Linked DNA regions of Sus scrofa: all the other regions are linked to region 3. The links are chromatin contacts, called in public Hi-C and promoter capture Hi-C maps. All regions are on one chromosome and are shown on one strand. Each heading gives the region's core, a stretch centred on a gene start, on an enhancer-like site or on the middle of the called end of the contact. The rest is flanking DNA. Distances are from core to core; before and after follow the strand shown. Region 1 overlaps SCP2 (sterol carrier protein 2). Region 2 overlaps SCP2 (sterol carrier protein 2). Region 3 holds the start of CPT2 (carnitine palmitoyltransferase 2).

The links. Promoter capture Hi-C pulls out the DNA fragments that hold promoters and counts their contacts. Hi-C and Micro-C count contacts between places; a contact is called where the count stands out from the background.
Region 1: a promoter capture Hi-C map of liver shows a contact between it and region 3, with 5 times the contacts expected there. The contact joins the enhancer-like site here to the promoter of CPT2 in region 3. A contact is called at or near these places in 1 of 5 promoter capture datasets (liver), 9 of 47 Hi-C or Micro-C datasets (adipocytes, embryonic fibroblasts, fetal heart ventricle and 5 more) and 1 of 2 datasets of contacts at active chromatin or transcription factors (alveolar macrophages).
Region 2: a Hi-C map of liver shows a contact between it and region 3, with 3 times the contacts expected there. The contact joins the enhancer-like site here to the promoter of CPT2 in region 3. A contact is called at or near these places in 2 of 5 promoter capture datasets (liver and skeletal muscle), 3 of 47 Hi-C or Micro-C datasets (all in liver) and 2 of 2 datasets of contacts at active chromatin or transcription factors (alveolar macrophages and skeletal muscle).

The regions. Positions count from the first base shown.
Region 1 is chr6:159,222,347-159,226,105 of Sscrofa11.1, forward strand. SCP2 (sterol carrier protein 2) reads right to left here. Exons shown (of 22, transcript NM_001168415.1): 17 at 1,984-2,137. Among named protein-coding and RNA genes, the nearest start is that of PODN, 45 kb to the left of the region's middle. Within about 2 kb of position 2,140, at least 50 of the 83 cell types and tissues checked have an H3K27ac peak or open chromatin away from gene starts, as enhancers often do. A contact at or near this core is called in alveolar macrophages, liver, mesenteric adipose tissue and 3 more, where this site is marked.
Region 2 is chr6:159,190,080-159,194,105 of Sscrofa11.1, forward strand. SCP2 (sterol carrier protein 2) reads right to left here. Exons shown (of 22, transcript NM_001168415.1): 22 at 966-1,061. The coding sequence ends at 966. Among named protein-coding and RNA genes, the nearest start is that of PODN, 13 kb to the left of the region's middle. Within about 2 kb of position 2,547, at least 16 of the 83 cell types and tissues checked have an H3K27ac peak or open chromatin away from gene starts, as enhancers often do. A contact at or near this core is called in liver and skeletal muscle, where this site is marked.
Region 3 is chr6:159,058,377-159,062,718 of Sscrofa11.1, forward strand. CPT2 (carnitine palmitoyltransferase 2) reads right to left here and starts at 2,951. Exons shown (of 5, transcript NM_001246243.1): 1 at 2,337-2,951. The coding sequence starts at 2,488.

The DNA.
Region 1 (3,759 bases), core at 890-3,389, 160 kb after region 3:
TCATTAACACATCATTTGGATTTTTTCATACTTCTTCCTTCCCAGAAACAGCAACTATAGTTATTGTGAACAATTCTATCTCCCAATCGCTTAGTCTCTGAAAATGAAAAAACCATGAGACTTCCACATTTAAAACAGAATTTACTGGAGTTCCTGTCGTGGCACAGCAGAAACAAATCTGGCTAGGAACCATGAGCTTGTGGTTTTGATCCCTGGCCTCGCTCAGTGGGTTAAGGATCTGGCATTGTCGTGAGCTGTGGTGTAGGTCAAAGACAAGGCTTGGATCTGGCATTGCTGTGGTTGTGGCACAGGCTGGCAGCTGTAGCTCTGATTGGACCCCTAGCCTGGGAACCTCCATATGTGGGTGCAGTCCTAAAAAAAAAAAAAAAAAAAAAAGCAAATACATAAATAAATAAAATAGAATTTATTGTCCAAACTACAGAATCTATTCTGAGCAAATTAGATAGCTATACTAATGTGCTGACTCTGGTAGCTCTTGATAGTGTGGCTTTTACTGAGGATTTTCAACTCCAAATACGAACTAGGAATTTCAGAGGACAGTATAAAACTAATGAATCAGATTTAGGAGGAAACTTAAACTTCAACACCTTAACAGCTTTTTATTTGATCCAATTCAGGAAACAGAGGGGTGGGGAGGTCACAGTTTTTATCTCAAGGCTTTCACATAACAAATGGGATTTTTAAAAAAACCAATCTAGATGCACTACAACTAAACAGAAATCAGACAGGGACCCAAGAGTTACAAAGTGCTTTGGATATTCAAAGGGAGAAGCTACCTAAGATTGGTCTTAATAGGAAGACACAATTTTCACAACAGAATATTCCAGGCAGAGAAAGAAGACAGAAGAGACTCAAAAGCTTCTAAAACATGAGAATATAACGGATTCTGTTAAAAAAAAAAAAAAAGTGTGTCACATACCCTCTGTAGAACCAAAAGTGTGGAAAAAATGAAAAAATAATTACCAAGAATTCGGGGGGAAAAGGGAGCCAATCAGTGTTGCTAGCTACTGCAGGGTTAAAGACCAGAAAATAAAGGCCAGAGCACTTCATAATCAGATCACTGCTGGCCTCACCTGACCTCCGTGATGAGATAAGAAACTAAAGGCATTTCAAAATAGAAAAACAAAAGTGGTTCAATATAAAAGGTTCATCATGAAAGAGAATAATTAAGGTATTCTTAATCTTTATAATCAAAGTAGATTTCTAGAATACAGAAGACCTGAACACGTTTGCTGACAGAGGGAAAGGGGTCAATGAAAACGCAAAAACAGAAAGATTCAAAAGAGGGGTATACTTAACATGTGGAACAAAATTACAGAAAGTGGTTGGAAACAAAAGCATGCAAAGGAAAGGAAATGGGACTTTTTTTTTCCTCTGGGAAGGATGAGCACTTCTCTGAGAAGAGTAAGGAAGAGGAGGGATCCTGAAAGCCTTGGAAAAGAAAGTGGAGACTGGAGGAACACAGGCATTAGACAAGGGCAGGAAGAAAACCAACAAGAGACGAACAGGAAGGATTCTGGCAGCAGCGAGGGCTTCACTGGATTCAGAAACATCAATCTGCAGAGATGCAATCAGCATATTTGATGACTTTCTCCAAACAATCTCAGAGGCCATGGGGAGAAAGCAAATTGTGAGAAAGGAAACCAAAAAATGACTTGCCTAAATGAAAACTACTCAGGTTGGCAGGGCTGAGACAAGGACCCAGCCAGCTCCCGCGTCTAGTCCGCCACTCTTGCCTACGCTGCCTCCTTCATGAACAAAATTTTCCTAAGGCTGGTGACATTTAAAAGTTAACTGCCAGTTTTAAAGTGTTTAAGCCGTGCTACGACAGCCACGCAATGAGATACCTGTTCTTTGAGTACGAAGACAATAAAATTAGGACTTTTGGAAAACATGCACAACGCCATTAGTTGCGGAGAGTCAGAAGGATTCACTGCCATGCAAAACCAGAGTGCCACTTACCTGGCAGCTTCAGGAAAACCCATCCTGTACAGCGTGACAACCGCAGCTCCTCCAAGGCCCAAATTATGCTGCAGAGCAACCTTTGCACCAGGAACTTGCCTCTTCCCGGCTTCCCCTCTCAGCTGCCAGCAGAGTTCGGCGCACTGAGCCAGACCTAACAAATCGAACACAGAGCCGTCAGATCCCGTTGGTTTAGAAAGCGGCCCCAATCGGCTTTCTCAAGCCAGACGAGGGCTGCCAACTGTGGCTTTCAATTAAACCGTTTCATTCCGCCAAGACGAAATCTGCCTAGACAGGAACTTCTCCTACAAGCCTGGAGGGGTTTTGTAGTTAGTTACTTTTTCTTCCGCAGTAATCTCTGTATTTAGCCAATACTCAGGCTTAAGAAATTCCCTGTGCTCTTTAAATATATCCAACCTGGCATTTGGGGGGCAATGTTCAAAGCGAAAACGCTGAAGGTACAGTGCTCTGGCTCAGGCCGAATGGCCTAAAAATAATTTAATTCTTACCACTGTTAATGTATCAAAAGAAAACAATCTAGGATGTGGGAGTTGGCTTTCCCTAAAAATTTAGCTAGCACGAGGACTTTTCCTATTCTTCTCAAAGAATTCCTAGAAAGGATGAACTGAACTGTTTCCCAGATCTATTCACAGCTATTCACAAGAATAGCACTGGATTTAAAAAAAAAAAAAAAAAAAAGCATTTGTCCCCTGGATAATAAAAGCAGATTTTTAGAGCTGGAGAGAACTTAATAATGCTGAAACCGAGCCCCCCAAAACTGAAGTTACCTTACTGGGTTTATGATAAATTTCTCTATCCAAAACTTTATTCCCTTCCTTGTCTCCTGTGACCTCTATCCCTTTCTTGTCTCCTCATTCCTGTACTAACTGAATACTAATCAACCAGAGTCAGATGACTAAAACTGTTACTGTTGATAACATCCTACTATACAAAAATAGCTGTGTAGATATCATTAACCTTCAAATGCAGGTGGTTTTTCCAGGGCAAGATGAGCTCAGAGACCCCTGGAGCCATGGACCACCTGGCCAGAGACTCATAAACCACATTCTGACTCCCAAAATCAGATAAAGAAATGTCTCAGGACAATGATTAATTCCAGTTTCTTTGTTCTTTCTCTTTAAAACAGCCCTAACTCAAAGACCAAGAAGGAGTGAATCTGAAACTTGCCTCCGGCTCCCTTGCTTGGTGCCTTGCAAATAAACCCTTACTTTGCTGCAAACACCCACCATCCAAGTCTGGCACAGGAGCCCTTGCTTAGGTACAAAGTTAGCAGTGAGAAATGTAAGATTAAGTTATTTGTGAATGGTTACAAAGCAGGCTAATTCTAGAGTTGAGATTAAATACAAGCCTCCTAATTTACATTCTTTTTCTCTCTCACACTAGCTCTTCAAGGATAGCTAAGAACATTCTTTCAGGATAGACTGGTTTCAACATCCTGGAGGCAGAGCTACACAAGTCTGCCTACAATATCTGTTCTTCCACCCACATCCCCAACCATGAAACCTGATTCCCAAGTACCTGTGACAGCTTCCTATATAACCCCAACCTTCTCAAGAAATTTAACTGCCATTCCTCATTTCTAAGCAATATCTGTATATTTTTATAGAATATATAGTTAACACATTTTAAAAACAGGTAATTCCACATGACGTAATTTTTTTTTTTTTCTTTTTAGGGCCACATCCGAGGCACATGGAGGTTCCCAGGCTAGGGGTCAGATTGGAGCTGTAGCCACACCTATGCCACAGCCACGGC
Region 2 (4,026 bases), core at 1,297-3,796, 130 kb after region 3:
ACGCTGGTGAAAAAGAACATACACAAAACAAAGGAGGTGAGGAAAAGTTATTTTAATTTTCTATTAAATATTCGTCCCCAAACATTATTTTACCCCATTCTTACTGAATTATTAGAAATAGCATTAGCATTAGAAAAACTAGGAAGATAAACGTGGATAGTTAAAAAGGAAAATTATAACAAAGGTAGGAGAGCTTTACAAATTTAATTAATGTGAGATTATCATCTGAAAACTGTGCATCTCAAAGCAAATTTTATTTGTTCAATTATTTTTCACAACAGTGTTTTATGATCCCAATACATTGATTTTTTTTTTTCAAGAAGGAAACCCATTTTAAAAAATGTTTATTTTAAAAATAGGCCTGTGTGCAGCTACAGATTTTTTTTATGTCCCTAGCTCTGATCCTATGTCTTCAACTTGGGAAGAAAATATTGTTTAGATGGCATGAAATGCAAATTTTTAAAGTTTTTTTTTTTAAACATTCCAGTACAGAATTTTAAAAATTCTCAGTGAAAATAGATGAAGGTCATTAGTGCACAATATTAATTACTGTTCCACTACTGGTGTTCGTTCTCTTCCCTCGGCCTCCCAAGGAAAACTTAAATTGACTCTTCAGCAGAATAATCCTCAAACATACTTTATAAGCAAAATGAGAACTGTTGTTTACATAGTTTTTGGATTTTGCTGTTCCTAATTTTATTCTAAAACTCAATTGTACCCTAAACCATAATTACCACATTAACTTTGTAATGCACATTTGTAGGCAATTTTGCAAAGCAGTAGTATACCATCAGGTTCTATTTACCCAGCCCGTAGGAAAAACAGGATTGGTCACACCCATTTAAAAACTAATCTCATGCTATTTGCCAATGTGAATTTTCAGTCTAGGTTCTGACAGTGAAATATACGCATCTATATATTTGTATATCTCATCTTGATTTTCAAAGGTAGGCAAAGGGAGTTCTTCACAGCTTAGCTTTGCTGGGCTGAAGCTGAAGATTCTGTAACTTCATAGCCAGACCCATGTTGCCAAGGACTTTCAATTTGCCTTGAAAGAAGGCCTGTAAGAAGAGAGAAAATTTATTATTCGGTGTTTTGGGTTTTGAGATTGCTGATATTTCTAGACTACCCAGTCCCGAGATGATTTATTTATCCAGATCTCTTAAACTTTCCGGAATAGATTTGGAACCAGATTCTTCAAAAGGACCAATGTGCAAAAGCCATGCTTTACGCAGAGCAGTCAAAGGTGCATCCTCCCCAAATGTGTTCTCTGAGAAAGTGAGCCTGCTTTTACCTGCCTTCCTCAAAGGGAGTACATTTTCCAAATATTAGGCAAAGTGGGTCCAGACTAGACTGATTTTGTTTAAATCCCGTTACACGTGGAGCAGAAATATGAGCTGAAATTTCCAGGGCTCAGCTAGCAGGGAGAAAAAGCACATGCGTAACTCACCAAGAAACTCTTGGGAGTCAATACAACGTGGGTGAAATGCCACCAAGTCTCTTCCTTTTTCGGTCTCCACGATCAGGACTGATTCCCTACAGAGGGAGGCCAGGCAGCCTGCTGGGACCGAGGTGCCTGTGCTAATCTTTGGCTCAATAAAGAGCATCAAACCGATCCCAAGGGCAGAGCCACAATTTGTTCCATTTCACAACTGCCTGGGATTAGATCACATGATGTTTGCTAAATTTATCATGTAACAAAACCCCAGGAAGACTTTAAAGAAATACCAAAACTGAGAACACAGCATGATTTCCCTGCTATGATCTCAGCCTTTTAACTTAATTCTTAAAATAAGGGAAAGTGAGAGGAGAAGTTTCTGGTAGCCTTCGCCTCCTAACAAGTTCACTAAGATGTCACGGGCTCTTCTGCCTCAACCGTAGGAAGGCACAGAGCTCTGCTTTCTCTGCACCTTCTGGTAAGGGTGACTAATTCCTTTCTTTTCCCCCTTCCTCTGTCTGGACAAACTAAATATTTCCTTTCTATATGGCACACAGCCTTCTGTCTGATGGCTTAAAGGTCAGGTGTCTCAGAACACGATACACTGCACATATGCCTTAAAAATATGGACCGGGAGAAATTCGGCATCTTCCCCTTTTATTAATTAAAAGAGGAAATGGCTTTTTAGTTAATCGTTATTATAGAAAAGACACACCTTCACCTTTTAGAGAACCCAAACTTAAGAATCACTTAAATCTGGCCCCTAGCGTGTTCCTCCCGTGGGCTTCCTGTTAGAGAGCACAATGCTTTGTTTCAACTGCAGCCAAACACTGAAATTATAATTTCCACTGCATTTGATGGTTTCCAGTCAAATCCTCTACGGAGCATAAGGAAAGGCCATTAGCACAACCACAGAAAGGTCTCCAGGTTTTATCTGTAATGCCTTAGGGTGCTAACAGGTGTTCAGGAAAAGCAAACTGACACTTCACTCCCCCAAGTGGGGGGCAAACAGATAAACTGAGAGGACGAGGGCAGCTGCGTGTGAAGTCTGCTTGCCCTGCCAAGGAAGCGTGCGGAGTGGACCGAGGAACAAGCAGCAGTGGGTGGGAAGGTGGATGTCCGCCAGCTCCGAGACTGGTGGCCTGTGTTCTGTCCAGATTTTTGGAGAGGGTGCAGTGGGTGGAAATGCCAGCTGTCAATGGTGCGTATTCAGCCGAAACGTCACAGACCCGTCTCTCACGTGTCAATGCATGTCTGAAAGATGCTTAGCTGCCTTGAAAAAGCATTTTAAAAAGGCACAGGAGTAGGAGTCAGATTTAGCTGTTTTATCCAATCTTTCAAATTATGAGGGTATGGCAGGAACAAGATCTAAAACAAACCAGGCCAAGGCAACAAAAAATAAGGTTACAATGGAAAGCAGCAGCTTAACTTCGTGTTATCTATGACTAACGGACGGCTCAGGACACCACATCTGTTCAATCCTGTGCCTCTCAACAGGGGAAGAAGACCTTTGACGATCTGGGGGCCCAGACCATCTAGACGAGACATAAACCCATTTTAGACAGATACAAACTAATCCAGGCATCATGCTAAGTTCTGGAGACAAGAAGATGAACAACGGAGTTCCCGTTGTGGCTCAGTGGAAACGAATCTGACTCGTATCCATGAGGATGCAGGTTCGATCCCTGGCCTTGCTCAGTGGGTTAAGGATCTGGCATTGCCGTGACTGTGGTGTAGGTCGCAGACGTGGCTTGGATCTAGTGTGGCTGTGGCTGTGGCTGGCTGGGCCAATGACTACAGCTCTGATTTGATCCCTAGCCTGGGAACCTCCATGTGCCATAGGTGCGGCCCTTAAGACAAAAAAAAAGATGATGAACAAGATATGGTTCATTCCCTTGAGGCAGACACAGTCTAGCAGGGGCACATTATGACCAATAAAATCAGAGACCTGCCAAGCTTGCAGTCCAGGAAGTGGCCCAGAAGAGGGACTGTCCACAGCCCCCTCGCAATGCGGCAGGAGGTCTTTGGAAAGGACATTTTGAAAGCCAAGGAGCTTGTCGAGGAAGGACAGTTCAAGTGAAATGAGAAGAGGCAAAGGTACAAAATGGAAGGGATCCTGCCTTTGTTCACACCCGTCCCTCTTTCTGCCTCGATGGCTCCTACTCTGCATGTGGGCAATGCCAGTTCCTAATCCGCCCCCCGCCCGTCCCCCGGACGCAGCCAGGTATCACGTCACAGGGGAAGCCTTCTCTGATGGCCCAGGAAGACCCGGCTTCTCCTTCCCCCACTCTCCCACCCCAACCACAAGCTGGGGAGGGGGGCACCTCGAATATTTGGCTGCGCTTAAGTCTGTTGCAAACCTGACTTATACCGAACGGGGGATGCCCTGAGCATGGAACTATTTCTTAGTCACCTGGGTATGTGAAGTACACAGGACAAAAACCTAAGAAAAAAGAAAAAAAAAAAAAAAAAAAGAAAGTACACAGGACAGGGTCTGGCACATGGTCAAGCTCCACAATGGTCTGTCATTTGTTAAGTGAACCTTTCGGGAAACACGGAGTTTGGCGGGTCTGCCCGCTCTGCACTGA
Region 3 (4,342 bases), core at 1,701-4,200:
CCATTGTGGCTCAGCAGTAATGCACCTGACTAGTACCCATGAGGATGTGGATTCGATCCCTGGCCTCGCTCAGTGGGTTAAGGATCCCACATTGCTGTGGCTGTGGGTAGGCCGGCAGCTGCAGCTCCGATTCGACCCCTAGCCTGGGAACCTCCATATGCTGCAGGTGTGGCCATAAAAGAATTGCCTGAACTTATAAAAGTATCAGATCCAGAATCTGAAAATAAGTTTTACCAGACTTCCAAGCCAGGGCTTTTCCCCAAGTGTGACATCGAAATGAGTGTGAAAGGACATTCTACCTCTCTAGCATCTCAGAGATAAAAGGAGTCTCACCTAATCCCTCATTTACAGCTGGGGTGCTGCAGGCCCGGGGTGGAGGCGGGGAATGGCAGCAGAGTGTCAAGTTATATCTGGATGAGGAGGGCTACTGTTTGCAGCTCCACAGTGTCTGTGCTGTGGACTGGAGGAAATGATCTCGAATAGTCTTCCTGGCTTTCTAATTCTAAGGAGGAGAAAAGCCCTCCGATCTTAAAGCTGGGTGGGGCCCAGGCCTGTCTGAAAGTTAAAAGCCATCTGCTGCCGAGCTTGGCAAGCGAAGAGAGGCTCAGTCATTCTTCACCTTTCCCCCACATACGGCTCAGCTCAGCCACAGGGGGTCAAGGATTAACTCCCAGCCACAGACACCTTTTCCTTTCTCTTTCCTGTCCTCTTGCCAAATATGAACAGGGGGACTGGGGCTAAATAATCTCATTGTCGTTTGTCTTAGGATGTTAGCACACTGTCATTTCACAAAAATCTCTTCAGATAATAGTCCTGAGAGGGCAGGGATGACACTGGGGTAAGGGGTTCCTGCCTGGAGAGAAAAACAGCAGCCAGGAGCTGGGGGTGACGCTTCTAACAGCCTGTGTTCGAATCACAGCGTAGGGAGAGCTGGGCTCCAGCCCCTGGACTGGGACATCCCTGATGCCAGCTTGGTTTGAAAGGAAGTAAAAGGGTCTTTAGAAAAGAATTGGGAATTCGGCACCAGGAACTAACTGGTGAACAGGTAGAGAAATTTAAAAGTTTAAGCTTGGTTTTAGAGGGTGAAGGAATTGGGGGAAATTTTTTTTTTTTTTTTTTTTTTTTTTTTTGCTTTTTATGGCCGAACCTGTAGCATATGGAGGTTCCCAGGCTAGGGGTTGAATCAGAGCTGCAGCAGCCGGCCTACACCACAGCCACAGCAACACCAGATATGAGCCACATCTGCCACTTGCACCAGAGCTCGCAGCAATGCCAGATCTTTAACCCCCCGGGCAAGGCCAGGGATCAAACCTGCATCCTCATGAATACTAGTCCTGTTCATAACCCTCTGAGCCACAACAGGAACTCCTTGGGGAAATTTCTAATATTGAAAGAGAACTGGCAGTTTAGATTAAGGCCTGTTGTTCAAAGCCTGTGAAAACTGGAAGCTGAATTAAACTACCGGGCGAAGGAAAGAGAGAGGAAGATTTATGGGGGCTGTTTTACAGGGGGAGTAGATTCTGGGAGAAGTATTTCACAAGGTGGAAAGAAAGGGTAGCTTTGATGAGGAGGCACAGAACTGGGGTGGGCTCTGGACCTAATGTGAATAAGATTTGGGGAGGGTTACTGAGGGCAGTGTCTGTAATTCCGTGAGGGTGTGCTGAAGTTGCAGGGGCTAATGTGGGTTAGGGAGGCTCTTTTAGGGGCAGGAAGGTGGGGGAGTGTTGAGGAAGGTTTGATAGCGGTGAAAGGCTTCCAGGTGAAGACTGACTTAGAAGGTTGAAGACTTGGGGGAGGGTAAGGTGAGTCTGGGGGAGACTGGTAGGATGCTAAAATAAACAGGACTGGAGGCACAGCGAGCAGGGCTGAGGGTTACGAGGGCCGGGTGTCCAAAAGGGGGAGTGTTGGGAGAAGTGGAGGGAGAGTAACTATTATGCATCAGGAATTGGCTGCTCCATCGTCTGGGCAGGATTGGGGGGGAGACACCCTAGTTGGAGGAGTAAGGACAGGGCTGGAGATATGCAGGTAGGACATTTTTCTGGGAGAAGTAGGAGGGACAATTAGATATCTGATTGGAAGTTGGCTTCCTGGAGAAGTTCGAGAAGAGTTCAAGAGAGAAAATCTAAGCGAACAGTGGGAGGATTCGGGAAGAGAATTTGAGCGTTCTCAAGTTCCTGTGCCAGGAGAGCCTGAAAGTCACAGGATTTTCAAATTGGAGGATACGGCACCGTCCCAGGTAGAGGTTTGGGGGCAGAAGAGGGTTCAGCAGAACAGTCGTGAGTGAGTGGGGTAAGCTTGGGGCCGCTTCACGGCTGGCGGTGGGCGGCGGGGCTCACCTGGGCAGACTGTCCTGGAAGTGCATAGTGGGCACGATGCTGCGCTGCAGGTACTGACCCGGCTCGAAGCCGGCGCTTAGGGTCCGACAGGGGGCTGCCAGGCCAACAGCAAGGTCCCGGGGCCAGGCGCGCAGCAGCAGACGAGCCATCATCGTCTCGGGTGGCGGCAGCAGCACGAACGCGGCGACCGTGTGGTTTTGGTGTGCAGAGCCCAAGCCGCTGCCCTCAGGTTCCCGGGACGCCGGGTCAGGGACTCAAGTTCGGTTAGGGCAGGTCCACGAGGCCACTTCCGGCCTTAGGGCCCCGCCCACGGAAGGCCCCGCCCCATGGAAAGGCCCCGCCCACGGAAGGGCCCTGCCACTGAGGGCCCGCCCACAGGCCCTCCGCTCAGAGGGGCCCGCCCACTGCGGGGCGAGCCGGCCCGCTGCCGTCTCTGCTCCGTGGCTCCCGCTTCTGCTCCCTAGGCTGCGCGGGAAAAGGAGCTCCCAAGGCACGCCCTTCTCCTCTTCCGAAACAATATTGAAACTGAAGTGGCAGAAAAAGAAAAGGCGAAAAACTTTTCGGAGTCTGATGAATTCGTTCCAGACTCTGTCCTTGGGAGATCGTGGGAAAAATGTTAAACCTGTTTCCTCATCTGAGAAACAGGTTCTAACCATTAAGCCACCTCCCACATTCCTAGTTAGGAAATGCAGTAACGGTGTGTACAGTGGAAACGCGCACCACCCTGTGGGGCTCCGGGTGGCAAAAGGGCTCCTGGGCACAAAAGCCTTTCTGTGCCTCACGTTAATTTTTCTTAGGAAATGGGCCTCGTTCAGCCACCATGACCTTCCCTGAGCTCCTAGGGACAGGTTCAGACAGTTGCTGATCAGGGAAGGAAGGGGATGCAAAGACAAGGGAGGAACAGTCAGGTAACAGTCGTCCAGCCTTGGGGCAGGATCCTGGTTCCCTCCCAAGGAATACACATAATAAGTTAGGCATCTCAGACACCTAAGAGAGAAGTGATAGTCCTTATGCTTCTTTTAGCAATGAATACTTTAAAACGGAACCGCTTCGAGTCCTTCCTTGGCCTTCTCCCTCGCTTAATTGCATCCTAAACACAATCACCTGTAAGCTAAAGATTAGGCACCTTGAGCACAGGTGCCTGTGGGTCAAAGATTCTTGGCACATGATGTTTTTCAGGAACTTTCCTAGTTTGTGGTCATCTCTGATCAGTATTCCCTTTTCGCGAGTACTGTTGTTCTAGGCAGTAACCCAGGAGACCACCCTCTCGATCATACCGAGGTCATCCGACTCCAGCTTTGACGACTAGGATTCCCCCAAAAAAGAAGAGGGCATGTTTGTCCCAATCCCGATTCCTGTCTGGAAACCTGCTTTTCTCCTTTTCACTATAAAACTCCTCCCAATTCTTTCCAGTGGGGGGAACACAGTCTTTAACGTATTAGCCTGCGGTGGCCCCCCTTTGCCCCGCAAAGCAAGAAAGCTCTTTTTTTCTCCTTTACCCCAAATTTCGTCTCTGCATTTTCTTTTCTTTTTTTTTAAAGTAATTCTTTTTTTTTTTTTTTTTTTAATGTCTTTTTGCTATTTTTTGGGCCACTCCTGCAGCACATGGAGGTTCCCAGGCTAGGGGTCGAATCGGAGCTGTAGCCACCGGCCTACGCCAGAGCCACAGCAACGCGGGATCCGAGCCGCATCTGCAACCTACACCACAGCTCACGGCAACGCTGGATTGTTAACCCACTGAGCAAGGGCAGGGACCGAACCCGCAACTTCATGGTTCCTAGTCGGATTCGTTAACCACTGCGCCACGACAGGAACTCCATGTCTCTGCATTTTAATTGGGCACTGGCAGACAGAGGCCGAATGTGGTAACCCAGTGCCTGGCGCTGTGAGCAGTAAATGGTGGTGATGGTTGTCGTTACCAGTCAAGTTTGCCCAGCAGGAGGGTTTTGACGTTTCTGTGATTAGCTCCGCACAGCTGCCCTGCTGGCTCCCCTGAACCAGTATTA